Regions from separate parts of the Pan troglodytes genome. Here region 1 is linked to region 2. A link is a contact called in public capture Hi-C data. All regions are on one chromosome and are shown on one strand. Each heading gives the region's core, a stretch centred on a gene start, on an enhancer-like site or on the middle of the called end of the contact. The rest is flanking DNA. Distances are from core to core; before and after follow the strand shown.

The links. Capture Hi-C pulls out chosen DNA fragments and counts their contacts.
Region 1: a contact with region 2 is called in a capture Hi-C map of stem cell-derived neural stem cells, with 2.2 times the contacts expected there. The contact joins two enhancer-like sites. A contact is called at or near these places in 1 of 1 datasets of contacts at active chromatin or transcription factors (stem cell-derived excitatory neurons) and 1 of 1 other capture datasets (stem cell-derived neural stem cells).

The regions. Positions count from the first base shown.
Region 1 is chr5:41,092,814-41,095,513 of NHGRI_mPanTro3-v2.0_pri, reverse strand. The region is part of intron 1 of SCUBE3 (signal peptide, CUB domain and EGF like domain containing 3); the gene reads right to left. All of the region lies in intron 2 of LOC129144244 (a long non-coding RNA gene), which reads left to right. Among named protein-coding and RNA genes, the nearest start is that of SCUBE3, 5.6 kb to the right of the region's middle. Within about 2 kb of position 1,328, at least 1 of the 24 cell types and tissues checked has an H3K27ac peak or open chromatin away from gene starts, as enhancers often do. A contact at or near this core is called in stem cell-derived neural stem cells, where this site is marked.
Region 2 is chr5:40,930,595-40,933,603 of NHGRI_mPanTro3-v2.0_pri, reverse strand. The region is part of intron 12 of ANKS1A (ankyrin repeat and sterile alpha motif domain containing 1A); the gene reads right to left. Among named protein-coding and RNA genes, the nearest start is that of TCP11, 85 kb to the left of the region's middle. Within about 2 kb of position 1,258, at least 4 of the 24 cell types and tissues checked have an H3K27ac peak or open chromatin away from gene starts, as enhancers often do. A contact at or near this core is called in stem cell-derived neural stem cells, where this site is marked.

The sequences.
Region 1 (2,700 bases), core at 79-2,578, 160 kb before region 2:
ATGAGGGTAGCCTAGAGAAAGTCCAGAAAACCACACAAATGACCACCTGTTGATTCCAAGGCGGAGACAGAGCACTTTCTCCTTTTAAAAACAGTATCCTCTCCTCTCACTCAAGCTTAGCCTGCTCAACTGAACAGCCAGGAAAAGCTGCTGGTGTTTGGTGATTTGAAGGGAAGGGGGTCTGAACCTCAGAAGCTTGTCACTTACTGGGGACCCTGATGAGTTTCTCTCTGTTGTCCTGCCTTATCCCTAATCTAGCTCCCTGATCATTTGAATGTAACCCTAATTGGACAAGAATTTTCTCCCTTTCAGTATGGACAAAATCAACAACCATGAATCAGAGACTTTTAGAGGATGGGTAGTGAAGTGGGGGAAGAACAGAACATTGTAGAGTGAGGGGCAGAGAGGCAGGCAGTGGGCATGGGTAGGTTCTGGTTTTGTGATTAGTAATATTATCTCTTTAATTGAAAAAAATAAACTCATTTCAGATTTGTATAATTTCACTAAGTGTACAGTTTTTTCATGCAGGTTGGTTCACGTGGTCTTCAAACTGTCCTCTCTCATTGAATAGATGAGGAAACTGAAGCCCAGTGAGGATACCTCAGGAAAGAGCAAATAGCTAGTGTAAAGCCAGGATCCAGGTCTTCAAACTCCCAGTCCAGTGCTCTCTAACTACCCACTGTGTTCTCTAAGCACTTGAGGGAGGAATCCATGCCTTAGTCATTATTGTACCTCCCCCAACTCCACCTCAGCACTTAGTTCAGCATGAAGCATGCATCCAGTATATAACCGTGGAGCGGAAGGAGCTGAAATGTACATGATCCAGGGAGGAAATCAGCAGTGGGAATGCAGATGCTCTGAGGCTTTGGGCATGGGAGCAGCAGAAGAGAGCAAGGCTGAGTAGTGGGCAGGGAGGGTACAGACACAGTTGCAATAAGGAAAGGGTGGGCAGTGCAACAGTGGGCAGGTGTTGCCTGCCCTTGGATTCACTATGCTGGGGCCAAGCAGCTGGTTAGAAACAAAAACAAACACCAGGGATACAGGTTCCTGCTGTTAACAGCTTCAAACCGCCAGAGGAAAACTCCAAATAAATATAATTAGAAACTTGTAAAAACGTCCTCTCTGTAAACCTGCTCCCCAGGGTCTACCCTTCAAGCACTCCCCTTCCCCAGCCCTCCCCCCAATGCCCACATATCCTGATACTCCCCCCTTTCAGAGGGATTCCTTAGATGTGTTTCCTTATCCTGGATCTTCCCTCCAGCCCTGCAGCCCCTGCCCAGGTCTTTCCTCAGCTTGTTACCACCAGTGACCAGACCTGAAGAGCCCCTGGTGTAGGCTCAGAAATCCAAACCCCACAGCTCTCTAGGGCTATGGTTATAACCACAGGGAAAACCAGAGGTAAGAGCAAGGACCACTGTGCCCTATATAGGGGTCATCATCCCATTTGTTCAGCCAAAGCACAGCATCTAACAGCAACTACAAAGCAGTGCTTGATCTGCAGGGGGACATGTCTAGGCTAGGGCAGAATACAGACAGCTAGTCTCAGAGCTAGAACCACGGAATCCTGGGGCCCAGATCCAAGAATATTCAGTTCCCATAACACGGATATTTCAGCTCCACTTCCCAACTTTGTTGGATACACACATATAGAAACACACATGTGTTCTTCAGGGGCTATTTCCAGGGATAAATACCCACTTCATGGACACAGTAAGAACTATCAGCTACTTGGGGTTCCAGGAAACTGGGGTGGGGGAAGAAAGGAAGAGTATCCAGATGACCTAGCCTCAGGCAGGCAGAAGTGGACCAGCATCCAAGGAGGAGAGCGCCTGAGATTTGGGTGAGTAACCTGTGGAGGCCCGGCGCCTTCTGCCTTCAGCAGGAAGGATTTCAGTGAGATGTGCAGAATCTCAGGGCTGCAGGGAACCCTACTGATATTTTACAAGTGAGAAGAGGGATTTCAGTGATTTCCTCCGAGGCTCAAATCCTTAGGCTCTGCATTTGTCTAAACCCACTGGCACCATATACCTCTATATCCCCGGTGCCACTTGAGGCTGGCATTGGGTGGGCATGGGAACAGGAGAGTAGCCAGTCCAATGTTAAGTGGCAGGTGGGGGAGGGGAGTCTCTGTCCCCTCTTAGCCCAGGTGACTAGCTCCTGTACCCCCCAGACATCCCTGGGTTGGCCGTTGTTTCGCTTCTATACCCAAGGCCCAGCAGTCCTTCTGTTTCCAGACTCCAGTCTTCTGAGCCTGAAGAAGCTGTCCCCAGGTCTGGGCCTCTTGCAGGCACTGCCAGCCTCAGAGCAGCTCTGCAGTTTCCAGCCCTGACAGGGACTCTTTCTTATAAGTGGTCATGTGCTAGGGATACGGGATGTCAAAGGAGGCCCACACCCTGACATTTGGGGACCAGAGCTGGGGGAAAGGACTGAGTGAGTTCAGGCAGCAAGCTCTTCCAGCTCCATCTTCTCAAAAGGTCTGAAGCCCTTCGTTCCCTTCCCCTGTCCTCAGTTCAAGGCACTGGACCAAGCCATTCCACTTCTTTACTTCTCCAACTAAAACAAAATGCACATTGCCCCACTTCCTTTTTCCTCTCACCAGAGCACTACACACACACACACACCCTGAGTCATGCACACACATTCACACGTGTGTGAATGCACACTTCACATTCCCAAACTCACACCCAGGGCCGGCTCCTC
Region 2 (3,009 bases), core at 9-2,508:
ACACGGCAGGGGGAGAAAAGAGACTTTTACTTGTTTTCCCCCAGCAGTCCCGGAATAAGCAAACCATGGCCACCGGCCCTTTGTGCTCAGAGGCTCAAGGCAGCAACGGGCTGAGTGGGGCACATGGGCCGGGGCTCGGGGGTCGGGCTCAGGTGTGGCTCTGCTGGGACGGCAGCATCGCATTCCGCCGGGCTGCGCGGCCAGTGGGCCAGGAGCCCGATCCACAGCTAGACTCTGGCAGCTGGCGAGCAGGGCGTCTCCTGGGCCAGCACGCCGTCTGAAGTGTTGCCTTCTTGGGCCGGGCTGGTTTTCAGGGGCTGGGCATTCATTTTCCTCTTCTGATAACAGCTGTTCCAGTGACTCACCTGCCTGCTCAGGTAGAAAGCAGGCAGGCAAATTCAGTTCTTGGGTAAAGAAGACAAAACCCAACCAGATAAAAGAGAGAAAAAGGAAGTGGTCCTCTGTCAGCTGAGCTGTGGCGGCTTAAGTCTATTCACGTCCTGCGCTGTTCTCTCTTCGGCTGAGTGATAAAGACAGCCACAGTCGTCCCAGGGTCTCCGGATCTTGGCGTTCTCCTCTAAGGATGAGCAGGGAAGGGAGGACATCTATTTGCTCCTCGATCAGGATGGGGATTTTGGTGGTGCAGGGAGGACAAAAGTTCAGCCCTTTCTGGCAGACCTTGGATGTTCTGAGCTGGATGCCTGAACCCCAACCTACTTCTCTGATTCTTGTGGGCAAGAACAGATGAAAGAAGGAAAAAAGTGAAAAGGAGGAAAAAGAGGTACAAGGAAGGAAAAGGAAGAACCAACTATAAACACATCACCTCCAGTGAACTCCTGACACGGTGAAAGTCATTCTGCCGTTCCCAGGTACTTTCTGCCCCTTGGGGCAGGACAATGCCAACTTCCTTGGTTATCTACAAGACCCTGGTGACCAACTCTGCCAGCCTCCACTCCCTCTCCTCTGTCTCCTGCAGAACAGATGATGGTCAGGGACCCGGCGGCCTTCTGGATGCACGCTGCCGCAGCGCTCCAAGATGCCGAGTCTGGGGGATACTTGAGCTCCCCTGCCCTTGAATGGGGAAGTCTGCTCCAGGAGCCTACGTGGCAGGTTCTTCTATGCCCATGAAGTCAAGTGTCCCCGGGTGCTGATTCATTCTTGCTTGTAATCCCCCAGCCGGGCAGCTGTGGTCCTGCCTGCTGCCGGTGGATGTGCGCGCTGACAGAGCCGCAGCAGAATGCTTTGTCTAAAGGCTCCTGGGCTCCACGCTGCCTGCTGCTGGCTCCACAGTCCTTGCTCACTCTCGTAATGTCTGGCCCTCCCCTTCCTCCCCTCCTCACCCTCCCCCTTCCAAGCTCAGGAAAATACATCAGGGATCGGACATCACATCGGAGCAGAAGCAACTGCTGCTGTGGCTGCTGAGGGAGAAGGAGACAGCAGCACTAGCATCAGAGCGAAATGACAGATTTCCCAATAGCCGATGTTGGCTGCACAAATGCATATGAAGGGCGGAGATATGAAACTTTACCTCTAGCTCCAGGGGCTGGAAACAGCTTGTCAGGAAGAATAGAGAGGGACTGCTCCTAGAGCTTTGTTCGACAGTTTCCAGGACAGCCAGGAGAGGACACAGGAATGACCAGACCCAAAGGGCATAGCCCACAGGTAAGTGACCCCCCTACTTGCCACTTTACGAATGACTGTGCTTCTTATAAAAACAGGCAATGAAATAAGGCCGTTACACTTGATGTTCCTTAGGTGAGTATACCAAACAAATTGGGGACGGACTTCTCTTGGGGCCTGTTAGAGCCCAGGGGAAGTGCCCCACCCCAGAGCAGGCCACTCACACTCTGGGGGAGGACAGCGATGGCCAAGGGCAAGGGGGAAACCAGGGCCAAATCCCAAGTACAGATGGAGACAGGCCAAAAAGATAAAACAGGTACAGGGACAGAAGTCCAGGGCTTCTAAATATGCCCTGGACACATTACCCTCTAAATATGCTGGGAGATACTGGTATCCCAATAGGCTGTAGATGAGCCCTGGAAAAGAGAGGGTTCTCATCAGGCCCCAGAAGGATCCTGCTTGACCAGCTACTCAATACCTAACATGGCTGGCTTTATCAGAAGACAGCCAAGCAAGTTCCCTTCTGCTTGACGGAGAAGGCCTTTGTTGACAGAGCCAGAGTGGCCTGGGCCAGTGGGAAGGCATACCCTCCTGGACTCCTGAGAATGGGAGTTGGCACAGGGATGAGTTAGCTGTAAACACTTCTGTTGGCGATTCAGCTAACTAGCTCCAGTGGTGGCAGCCCAGGGGCCTGTGGCCCTAAAAACAGAACTGAGACTCCAATGCTGTGGTCGTGCCCTTCGGCTGGGGGGTGCGGGCGCCTCTGCAAAACCAGTGGTGCTGGGCAATCCCACACTTGGTGCAGGGCTGCCTGCTGGAGGGCCTGCTCCTCCTCTACCCAGGCTAACCCCAGAGCCCAGATCTTTTCTCCCTGATCCTGACGCCCAACCCAAGGACAATCTGAACCCTGATACTGACCAGTCAAAATAAACAGTGATTCCATTTTGGTCCAAGTTGAAGACGGTACTCCCTGAGATCCTGGGGAAAGCCCCCTCCTGACCCATCAGACAGGGTTCATGGGCAGGCCTGAGCCCATCCTCTCCACGCTTCAGCACCTGGCAGTGGTGCAGACACAGCAGCCTGGGGCTCTGCAGCCCGGGTGGATGAACCCGCTGTTTAGGTGGTCCCCCACATGTGCCTGTTCTTGACTTTCCCAAGCTGGACTATAGAGGATGGTTCAAGAAAATGAGTACTAAAACAAGACTGTGTGCTGGGATCCAAAAACCCAAGGGTAGAGACAGACTGCCCCTCAACACTCATATGGGTTCACGGGGGACAAAAACTGGTAGGTGGGGCCAGGCATCGTGGCTCACGCCTGTAATCCCAGCACTTTGGGAGGCCGAGGAGGGTGGATCAGGAGGTCAGGAGATCGAGACCATCCTGGCTAAC